4 separate regions of the Mus musculus genome follow, and all the other regions are linked to region 1. The links are chromatin contacts, called in public promoter capture Hi-C maps. All regions are on one chromosome and are shown on one strand. Each heading gives the region's core, a stretch centred on a gene start, on an enhancer-like site or on the middle of the called end of the contact. The rest is flanking DNA. Distances are from core to core; before and after follow the strand shown. Region 1 holds the start of Pacs2 (phosphofurin acidic cluster sorting protein 2). Region 2 holds the start of Ncapg2 (non-SMC condensin II complex, subunit G2). Region 3 holds the start of Esyt2 (extended synaptotagmin-like protein 2). Region 4 holds the start of Wdr60 (WD repeat domain 60).

Region 1 (2,711 bases), core at 158-2,657:
TGCTGAGGTCAGTGGATGCTTGTCTTTTGCTTCCAATCAAAGGCAGCCTGTCCACCAAGGCTGATGAAGCTCGGTGAACACAGCCTCTGGTTTCCTAGGTACAAGCCTTACTACTGGCCCCAATAGGGCTGCAATGTCAGACAATATTCATTTCAGCTGGCCACAGACTGACAGACCCTCTGGACTTTGTTTTACCACCCCAGCGAGTGAGGAACATGAGGAAAACACAGGTCCCCTTGTTCTCTTCAAAGCAGACTCTGGCTTTAAGCAGCTGCAGCTGTTTGCAGCTCCCATCCTGGAGTTACAGCAGGAGGCTGCCTCTGGCAGAGGAGCTCCAAATGTAGATGGCAAGGGGTTGGGGTGTCATAGCAGAGGAGGGACCACCCCCACAATGCCTTCCTGGGAAGAAAGGCAGAAAACAGGACTATTGGGTAAACCTGAAGGGCAAGGAGGGACAGCCAGGTCAGATTGATTTGAGTTAGAATTGTTTCAATAAGCTTACTAGAAGATAATAAGACATGGAACCTAGCGGGAGAAAGGCAATTGTGTAAAGCCGTGGATACAAAGAAACAAGACATGCCAGAAAAGCTTTTCCCTAAATTTGTTGACTTTGACCAAAGACAGCCAAAAAGAGGGGGAGGGACATCTGCCACTGAGAGCTTCTTCCTGAGGCCCAGAGCCTAGCCGGCCTTCTCCAGGCCATGCCTGGAATCCCCTGCCTACTGGGCCCTGCAGTCTGATCGGCCACCCGCCCCTCCTATTGGCCCAAGTTCACTGCGAGCAAGGGAGAATGCACCCTGTACCAAATATTTGAGATGCTCTTGAGAAAAACTTAAAAATAAATAAATAAAGCACTGCTGAATATAGGAGGAGGCTGGATGGGCGGAGGTTGCTGGATGGGGCAGCTAGGGAGGACAGATGGTGGCTGAAACTCCTCAAGGAATAAGGGTGGGTGGGGCCTACAGAGTGCGAGAGCCAGGCCTTAGGGGCCTGTGCGGGGACACGCAGGATGGCAACCGGATGAGAGTCACCGGGATACATGGTCACGTCCCTAGGCCCGCGGTCCGCCGCAGGGAGCGTGAGGGGTTCGTAGACCTGGTCACTCCCGCAGCCATCACGTCGCTCGCCTGAGTCCCTGAGAGGGGCACAGCCTGTGCGCCGCCGCGCGCGCTCGCTCCCGCGGCTGGGCGCCGGAGACGCCCTGGGGCGCGCGCCTCACTTCCGGTGGGCGGTGATTGGGTGCGCCGCGCGAGCCCTGCCCCGTCGACCAATAGGCGGCGCGGTGCGGCAGGGGGCGGGGCGCGGGCGCAGCCTGGACACCGCCCGCGGGCCTGCCGGACTCCCGCCGCCCGCCGGCGCCATGTGACCGCGCCGCCGCCCTCCGCGCGCCCGGCCCGCCCGCCCGCCGCGCTCCCGCGGCCCGGCGCAGCCCCAGGCCGCCGAGGGACGGCGGGGCCGGCGCCATGGCCGAGCGGGGCCGCCTCGGCCTGCCCGGCGCGCCCGGAGCGCTCAACACTCCGGTGCCCATGAACCTGTTTGCCACCTGGGAGGTGGACGGCTCCAGCCCCAGCTGCGTGCCCAGGTACGCCCCCGTGCTGCGCTTTGTCCGCGCGCACCTGCCTGCGGGCCGGGACCCCGCGCCCCCGAGCGCGCGCGGGTGACTGCAAGGCGAGGGCCGGGGCGGGGCAGCGGGCCTGTGGCTCGCCCGGCCGGTGCTCTGCCCGCACCTTGACACCTGCGTCCCGGGCCGGGCTGCGCAGCGGACCTCAGGCGGTGGAGCTCTCGGCTAGTGCCACAGCTCTCCTCCGGCGTGCAGCGGCACTGTCACACCCCAGAGGCCTGGGCCTGAGGCTCCCGGGACACGCCGCTGTCTCCTCTCCATCTACCCTGCGGGTGAGGTCTGCGCTCTCTTCACCTGTCGGCCTTGTGTCCGGCGTTGTGACGAGAGCTCCCGAGACCGTTGTACTCTTTGCTTGGAGCTGTTAATTTTGCCGTTGCACAAGCCTGGTCTTTCTCCCCTGGGTAGGCGACCTCCTCCTCGCCCCGTGGAAAGGGTTAGACAAAATTTACCCGCTGGGCGGACACTGTGGCCACCCATCTCTGTGTGGACTACAGCTTCCCATTCTAGTGCCCAGCTTGAAACTTTTGTGATTTCTTGACTTGGCTCCTACTCGGGAGCTTCAGCTAGTGAGAGAAAAGAGGAACTCTAGACACCAGGTTGAGGGCGCTCCAGGCTTCCCTCTGGGGAGTCAGGGAAAGTGGCCTTATCACCAAAGAGCCTTCCAGGCACAGAACTTGGACAGTGTGCCCTGGAGGGGGATCTGAGTAGAGAGATGCTAGGAAGGAGAAGGGGAACTTTCTGTGTTCTTTCAGCAGGCCTCTGAGTGTGGTGTTGGGGGTACAGAGGCCACTAGATAGTGGTTTTACCCTTCTAGAATGCACAAGGCCCTCTGGGTCTGTCTGTGGCTTTGGGAAAGGAAGGATGGATCTGAGGGGCATCTGGAGGACTGAGACCTGAGGGTCAGCTTTTGCCTCAGTGGGAGCATCTCCCAGGCCCCTAAAGCAGGGTGGGGGGAGGGAGAGATGAACTGATCTCCACACTTAATTCTGGCTCTCTACAGCATTGCCCTGAGACTTCACACTGGCCCTTGAATTCCTTTAGCAGTCTCTGAGTTCCCTTAATGAGAGCCAAGGGTCCCCATGCCCCCCAC
Region 2 (2,711 bases), core at 67-2,566, 3.4 Mb after region 1:
AGCAGTAGAATCCATAGCTTCTTACTAGATTAGGGGGAGTGCTTCTAGCAGCTGGAATTATCTGTTTGAGGCAGAAGGCTAGGTCTGGCCACCATGTCCCTGGCGGCGCTGTTTTGGAGGTGGTAAACAAGACCTGATCCGAATCAGGACCGAGAACTTGCCAAGTTAGAGTCAGAGGCTGGTGTGGGTTGTGGTTCTTTAGGCCCAGGGTGACTCCTGTGACCCAAGCGAAGCTTAAGAGGATTGTCAGTGGCTGCCACCATCCAGTTGTCTTCATCTTGGCTGGGTGCCTTTTTGACGTGGGAGGCATGGATCCAAGCAGCGATCCCGTCTACTTTTACTGCCGTGGGGGTGGTCAACAGCACCAGATACGGTCCTTTCCACCGGGGCTCAAGCGTGCCAGTGCGATGTCGTCTGACCAAGACTGAGTCTCCAACCTGGAACCCGTGAGGCACTGCTATGGTTCCCGGAGTGTAGGCTTCTCTGATCTGGTTGCAGATCTGTGTTTTAACAACCTCTAGGGCCTTTAGGTGAGCAAAAAGAGCAGAGGGTGAGGATGAGTCAGTGCCAAGATCCAATATCCCACCTGACTCAGTTAAGGGAGGCGGTCCCCCAAAGAGAATCTCATAAGGGGTAAGACCGAAATGTCCAGGAGTGTTTCGGACCCTGAGGAGCGCAAAGGGAAGGAGAGTCACCCAGTCCTTTCCGCCGGTCTCCATGACTAATTTAGTAAGGGTCTCTTTTAAAGTCCTACTCATTCTTTCTACCTGTCCTGAGCTCTGGGGCCTATAAGCACACTTAGAAACTTCCAATTAGTCCCCAATTGTGTGGCCAATTCCTGACTTACCTGGGCAACAAATGCGGGCCCATTGTCTGAGCCGATTACCTTAGGGATCCCGAACCGAGGCAGGATTTCTTCAAGAATCTTCTTGGTTACCACTTGAGCAGTCTCGGACTTGCTCTCCCTCCTCCGTCTGATATCAGCGTGACGTCTCACCGAGCAGCTGGCAAGGAACACAGAAGCAACAGCAGCGCTCCCAAGGAAGGTGGGTGTGTGTGGGCGGAGGGCGGGAAACACAGCCAGCAGCTCTGCGCCTGCGCATCCCGTGAGCGCGCTAAAGAGACTCCCGCCAGAGGCTCTGAGTCACGCCCAGGAGGCGGTGCTTGGGCCTTGGGGGCGGAGCCTGGCTGCAGAGCTGTGGGGGATATGGGCGTGGCCGGGACGGCGTCAGATCTCGTGAGAGCGGCGACTGGTGACGGGGTGGAGGGCGGGAGCGTCCGGGGTATACGCGGGTGTGTTTGAATCTGGTCCGAGCGCGGGAAACTATGGGTCTGTGGTGAGGTGAGCGCCGCGCGGTGAGTTGGGTGGGAGGTGAGTAGGACTCGGCGGCCGGCGACCGCGGCTGGGCGGCGGACACCGTCGCGGGTCTCACGTCCGCGGCCGCCATCGGTTTCGAGCGCTTGTGGAGCGGGAGGTGCTGCGGGAGGGCAGAGCGGGATCCCCCGGCTGACTGGGAAGGATCCCAGACCGAGAAGCGGGGCTCGCCAGGGAGGATCTCAGCCTGGAACCCGGGTTCACTAGGTAGGACCTCAGACTAGGACGACCCCGGGAGAGGGCCCGAGTGTGACTGGCGAGGACTCCGGAAAATGACCTGCGCACAGTAGGGAGGCTCTCAGGCAAGGACCTGATGCAGACTACGGAGGACCGGGGACGCAGACCTGAGTCTGACTAGAGAAGACCCCTGAGAAGGAGCCTGGGTGAGTAGGTAGTACCAAAGACCTGCACCCGGGTTGACTAGCGAGAACCCCAGCCCTGACCAGAGAATGACATGGAAGATCCTGGCACGGGGCTGGGGAGCTGACTAGGGAGGACAGCAGTGTTGACACTTAACTGGGGCCTGACGTGGTGGTGAAGACGCTGGATTTATTCTTGCACTGACATAAGGGAGGAACCCGAACCTATACCTAGGACTGATCTAGGGAGCAACTTAGTTATGAACTAAGGAAAGAGAAAAATCAAGATACGGAGTCACGGTTTGTAAGTAGCATATGTAGACATTATATGGCATACTAAGTTGCCAAAGACATGTACTTAAGTAAACAAAGTGACCATAATTAGTAAAGTGGTGATACTGGCAACCCACCTTTCCCTCTCCATTTTATTCATCACAAAAAAGTTATGGTTCACAATTCAGCCATTTGAATCGGGGAATGAAGTGGCTATATTTAAAATTTACTAATATGAGGAGTTGTCAAATTGAGGTTATTTTCTACTTTTATTCAATTTAGAATAGGAATGCATATTTATTGTGATTCACACTCTATAATTAATGCCAATAATTCTCCATATTGCTGTATTTCTAAAGGTATGAGAGATTTTCAAATTTATTCTTAAGATGAGAAGACCTGTTGCAAATATCATTTGTTGTAACTGTATTGTTAGGTTTTTGTTTTGAGTATGTCATCGTAGCACCAGGTGTAAAGGTAAAATAGGATGGCATTTTACCTGGGAGATCACATGTAGGAAGAAGAATGAGCAAGGTCCCCAGAGCTCTCATTATCCTGTAGGTGTGCAGAGGAGGGGAGGGTGCTGGAGTGGGGCACAGATGCACTGCCTAACAAGCTCCCAGGTGACCTCAGGGCTGTTTTTGTGGTTTTACTTCCAAGTCTCTCTCTTGAAAAACAAGAGAGAATTGTTGGGTGGGATCTTC
Region 3 (2,711 bases), core at 156-2,655, 3.3 Mb after region 1:
GGTTTCAGATACTGATGACACTGGTAGCTTTGTGTTGGTGCAAGGTAGTGGTGGGTTAATATTTGAATCACAAGGATTGTGGCATAAAATCAGACACAAGAGATGGGCAATGAATGGCTACTAATGGAACAAAGTATGACCCAGGATAACTTGGCTCTGAATCTGCAACATTCCACAATCATAGTCGTGGAATTATCCTCCTGGAAAATTTTCTTAAAAATTATGCCTCTGTGTGTGTGTGTGTGTGTGTGTGTGTGTGTACAGGCGATTGTGAAGACCAGAGGTATTAGATCCCATGGAGCTTTAGATACAGGTGCATGTGAACAGCCAGATGTGGATTTTGGGAATTGACTCAGGAATTGGGTTCTCAGGTGCTGGGCCATCTCTCCAGCTCCTCTTTAGCAAACTTTAAAGCAGATGTCTTTTTTTCTCTTCTCTTCCCTTTCCTTACTTCCCTTTTTTCCTTTTTCTTTTTTGCAAGCTTCACATATGTCCCCTCAGATGTCCCCTAAGAGTTTGGCCTTGACGGGGGTAGGGGGTGGTGGACCCTGGCTGCCTTTTTTTTTTTTTTTTTTTTTTTTAAATCTTCATGACAACTGTGCTTTCCTAAGCTCACTGGGGCCATTTTGTTTGGGAAGTCAGACCTGAAGGAGTACTAGACCCAGAGGCGCCACCACACAGTAAGGCCTCAAGGTAAATTTTACTGCAGCAGGCGCAAAGTTCTCATTCCACAGAGGCAGGCCCAGGAGCCATCCTCTCACCCTAGGAACCTGCAAGTTCAAGTTCTCCGCCAGGGAGCTAGGACAGGCAAGAGGTTGGCTGACGAACGCCGAGCTCTCCGCTAAGCTGGAAAGGACTCAGCCCGCTAGCCTTCCCACTAGTCAGGGCCATTGCTCCCTTCCAACACCCGCGGAAGCCACACCTCCCTCTCCGGCCGTCCCTGCGAGCCAAGTCCGGGTGTGTCCCCCTGGCGCGGCGCCCACCCTCCGAGGGCGCAGACCGAACCGCCCTCACAGGTTAGGGGCGGGGCCTGCCTGGCGTGATGGCTTCGCCTGCAGCCCCTTCTTGGTGTAACGACCGGAGAGTAGCAGCACAGCAACCCCAGCGCAGAGGCGGGTCCGACCGCGCGATGACACCAGGCACAGACCATTCGCCGCCGGGGGATCTTTCCTGAGGGCGCGGACGAGGGAGCGGGATCCGGTTGGCGACTGACACGTCGCCCCGCCCTAGATTCTTTCAGGGTCGGCTGTCTCTGAACAGTGGATCCCAGTGAGGAAGAGTCGGGCGCATGCTGATTGCGTCACCAAACCACGCACTCAGCCCGAGCAAGCCCCTCTCTGGGAGAGGCCTCGGTGGGGGAGGGCCCTGCGCACTGTGATGACGGCAAGTCCCGCCCGTTTGAGGAGTGGAGCGGTGGAGCCCGCGGTCCCCCTCAGTGGGGCGCTGGCGCGCGGGCTAGAGCGACCTGCGGTCCGTGGGAGAGCCGCGCCCGCCTCGGCAGGGAGGAGTGCTCAGCGCGGCTGGAGATGAGTAGCGCGGGGGGCGAGGGGCCGGAGGCCGGTCCTGGCCGGGCTGGGGGCCGCTCCGAGCCCGAGGCCCCGGGCAGCGCTCTGAGTGTGGACTTGCCGGGGCTGCTGGGGCAGCTGGCGCGCAGCTTCGCGCTGCTGCTGCCGGTGTACGCCCTGGGCTACCTGGGGCTGAGCTTCAGTTGGGTGCTGCTGGCGCTCGGGCTGCTCGCCTGGTGCCGCCGGAGCCGCGGCCTCAAGGCCAGCCGCCTGTGCCGCGCGCTGGCGCTGTTGGAGGACGAGGAGCAAGCTGTGCGCCTGGGAGTGCGCGCCTGCGACCTGCCCGCCTGGGTGAGTGTTGCCCCCCCAGACCTGAGCGGAGTCAGGTCCGCACCACCCTTCTCCCCTTCTCAGTGACGGGTGGGGAACTCAAGCCCCAGCCCGAGTGAAGTGTCAGCCACCGCTTGTTCCGAATCTCCGTCCGATCCGGGATCCGCACAACCAGGATCCCGGACCGAGTCAGGTGTGCGACCTTACTGCTGTCTGCCTCTCCTGCTGTAAACTGCTGTCTGCTGTCAGCACTCTGCCCACCTGCTTTCCTCGGGAGTTCTGGCCACTGTGGCCCACCCCGGCTCTGAGCGACGGTCTGCGTCCGAGTCTCACTTGTGTCAGCGCACCGCCTCCCCCACCTAAGTCAGGTGTCCTTATTGCTGTCCCCACCCTCATCCTGGGCGAGGTGTCCTGGTCATTATCTGCTCCGAGAGTGTCCGCTCTCAGTCCTCTTCCTGGCTTTCAGTCCTCCTCGCCCATCGCTAGCAAAGTGCGCAGGTAGTGAATACTTCCTAACTTGGCAGAACTGGTCATTGTTAGTTGCTGGGCCTCTTCCTCCTCTCATGCTGGCAGTGACTACCGCCCAGAAGCACACTTGGTGGGCGATGAGATCTCAGTTGTCCAGAGCGATTCTGTAAACCTTTTGCAAGCATGGCGCTGCAGGCCTGGAACCGTCCAGATTCTCCTTTCTGATTTAAAAAGTAGTGACAGCCAATATGGGGAGAAGTTAATTAAAAAAATCAGGAAGACTCATTCATTTCTTAGTTGTGTCTAACACGATTGAAGTGTTCCTGAAAAGCTTATGTTAGAAGAATTGAAATGTTTGTTTCATTGTTTAAAATACCAGAGGGAAGACTAGGCACTTTGATATGATCA
Region 4 (2,711 bases), core at 97-2,596, 3.2 Mb after region 1:
ATCCAAAAAAAAAAAACTAAACAGAGAAGTTGCTGGAGTTTAAAAAAGCAAATGAAAAAACAAAACAAACAAAAAATATCGTAAGTCAAATTGACAGACAAACACACACACAAATATCCCACCCAAACTCTAAAGAATATTCTTTCTTTTCCAAAGCTCATGATCACATATTAGAACACAAGGCAAGCCTCAATACATATAAGAAAACTGAAATAGCACCCTGAATCCTATCTGACCACCATGGAGTAAAGCTGAATATCAACAATACCAAACAAACTCATGGACACTGAACAACTTACTACTGAATGAAAATTGAGTCAAAACAAAAATCACAGAGGAAAATAAACTTTTTAAAACTGAATAAAAATTCAACATAGCCAAACCTACAGGGCACAATGAACACAGTTTGTAAGACGAAAGTTCATAGCACCAAGTGTCTCCACCAAAAAACTAGAGAGGTTTTATATTGGTAATTTCATGATGCACCTGAAAGCCCTAGAAAAACAAGAAGAAATAATAACCCCAAAAGAGTAGATGGCACAAAAAAAAAAAAATCAAACTCAGGACTGAAATCAAAGAAACTGTAACAACACAAACCAGTACGAAGAATCAATGAAACTAAAGAGCTGACTCTTTCAGAAAGATCAACAAAATGGGCAAACTTTTACCCAGTAAACTAAAAGATGGAAAGAGAAGACCTAAATTAATTAAAGCAGACAAGGGTCCTTTATAATAGACGCTAAGGTAATTCATAGGATTTATCATGAGTTGTTAATAGGGCCATAAGGACATACTTTAAAAACCTGTATTGCACCAAACCGGAAAACCTAAGAGATGGATTTTTGATATAAACGACCTACCAAAGTTAAAGTCAACAACCTTCTACCTTAACGAGACTCATGTTTCACCTTGCGGCACTTTTTTTTCAGGAGTCCTGTGCCTTCCTGAAGTTGACACTCAGCCTCGCCTCTGGATGAGTCCAGAAACTCCTCCACAAACCGCACCTGGAGCTAAGAAGTGAGAGGCAACAGCAGAGCTGAGACCTCGACCCAAACTCCGCCTCCAGCTCTCTCCTAAGTGCAGGCCCAGGAGGAACCCGATCTCCATTGCCAAGAAAGAGGGGGGTAATGGGGGCGCGGGCCGGACCAGGCTGGGCCCCGCGGCGCACCGACCTTCCCAGGCTCCATCGCTCCTCGAGGCCGGGACAGCCGCGTGTCCTCGGCCCAGCAGGCGCGGGCCACCGGAGGAAGATAAACCCGCCGTCGCTCAGCTCTACCAGCCAGCCAGGCCTGCTGCGACTTGGGTCCCAGGAGGGCCGGCGTCCCCGCCTCCTAGCAACGGGCCGAAGGCGCTGGCCCAGCATGCCCCGCGGCCGTCCCCAGCACGCGCGCCTGCGCGCCCGTGTTTTCTGCAAACACGCAGGAGCCTTTTCTTATGTCTTGAGTTTCTTTGTCTGATCCTTCTTTGACCCTCACAGTTGACAACGAGAGATGGGAAGGAAACGGTGATTGAGCTTTATACTTGAACAAGGCTTTGCCTCCTCAACTCACACCCTATAGACTGTCTTTTCATGAAAATCATTTGTGGCCAACTGCGGCAGCGCACACCTTTAGTTAATTCTATTACAATGGAGACAAGGCAGAAGGATCTTTGTGAGTTCAAGACTAGGCTGTCTGCCTAGCGATACTTAGGAAGTATCTAGATCGTATGTTAGCATTCTGAGCTTTTTCTGCAGATGAGAAGTTTACTATTCGCACACTTTTCTAAGTTACATATTACTGTAACCCACGTTAGAATTTGACTTTCCACTCACTTAACACCACACAAAGGTCACTAAGCCAAATCCTTGTCATACAAAAGGTACTAACATACATTAAGTCTTTCATCTTTGCTTAAGGTCTATTATCTTTGTTTCTACTAATCCAGTACATTTCTTAGAGGGAAGGTAATCTTGGTGTTGGCTGTGGTTTATTTTGGTCCAGTTCTTACAGAATTTTACTGGTTCTTGCCTATGGCCATTTCTGCCTCATGAGCACTGAGGTTAGAAGCAGGCTGCCCCATCTGACTTTTACGTGGGTGATGGTGATCCAGACCCTGGTCTGCGTGCTTGCATGACAAATGCTTTATCTACGGAGCTATCTCCCCAACCCCAGGAGCTACATTTTCAAAAGTTGAAAAAGGTTAAATTTAATAGTATATTTTACCAGAGACAGGCATAAACTGTTATCACTTTAACGTGCAGTATATATTTGAAGTATTAACGTATTTTTAAAAACTTGTAGTGTCTTCAAAATTCTTTACTTACAGAATATGTCAAGACTAGCCACCTCCCAAGTACCCAAAGCCCACATGTGATTAGAAGCTTCTTTAATGAGCAGAGCACACCTGTAACAAAGGGTCTGGATTTCATGACTGGAGAGATGGCTAGAGATGAAAAGGGAGGTGTGTGCAAATTTGTGAAGGGTATTGAATGTCATGACACAAAACTTCTTAATGTGAAGCTACAAAGCATTCAAATGGGAGACAGGTGCTATAGTTGGATGTTGGGATAGGTTCATGGGGAAAGAATAAAGTCAGGTAATGAAGGGGAAGGATCGAGTAAGGAACACCACTCTCTGCTCACTGCAGTCGCCTAAATATTCACACACTGTTCAGATGCATGGCCTGCCTGGGAGATGGATCCTTCACCCTGTCCATTCACTCTTCCCAAA

What was found. Promoter capture Hi-C pulls out the DNA fragments that hold promoters and counts their contacts.
Region 2: a contact with region 1 is called in a promoter capture Hi-C map of pre-B cells. The contact joins the promoter of Ncapg2 here to the promoter of Pacs2 in region 1. A contact is called at or near these places in 2 of 39 promoter capture datasets (cranial neural crest and pre-B cells).
Region 3: a promoter capture Hi-C map of cranial neural crest shows a contact between it and region 1. The contact joins the promoter of Esyt2 here to the promoter of Pacs2 in region 1. A contact is called at or near these places in 2 of 39 promoter capture datasets (cranial neural crest and pre-B cells).
Region 4: a promoter capture Hi-C map of second pharyngeal arch cranial neural crest shows a contact between it and region 1. The contact joins the promoter of Wdr60 here to the promoter of Pacs2 in region 1. A contact is called at or near these places in 3 of 39 promoter capture datasets (cranial neural crest, pre-B cells and second pharyngeal arch cranial neural crest).

Annotation. Positions count from the first base shown.
Region 1 is chr12:113,013,101-113,015,811 of GRCm38.p6, forward strand. Pacs2 (phosphofurin acidic cluster sorting protein 2) reads left to right here and starts at 1,408. Exons shown (of 24, transcript NM_001081170.1): 1 at 1,408-1,582. The coding sequence starts at 1,464.
Region 2 is chr12:116,404,120-116,406,830 of GRCm38.p6, forward strand. It overlaps Ncapg2 (non-SMC condensin II complex, subunit G2), which reads left to right and starts at 1,317. Exons shown (of 29, transcript NM_133762.4): 1 at 1,317-1,342; 2 at 1,583-1,758. It overlaps D430020J02Rik (RIKEN cDNA D430020J02 gene), which reads right to left and starts at 1,042. Exons shown (of 2, transcript NR_028421.1): 1 at 848-1,042; 2 at 1-524.
Region 3 is chr12:116,279,817-116,282,527 of GRCm38.p6, forward strand. It overlaps Esyt2 (extended synaptotagmin-like protein 2), which reads left to right and starts at 1,406. Exons shown (of 22, transcript NM_028731.5): 1 at 1,406-1,856. The coding sequence starts at 1,527.
Region 4 is chr12:116,261,679-116,264,389 of GRCm38.p6, forward strand. It overlaps Wdr60 (WD repeat domain 60), which reads right to left and starts at 1,347. Exons shown (of 22, transcript NM_146039.3): 1 at 1,173-1,347. The coding sequence starts at 1,187.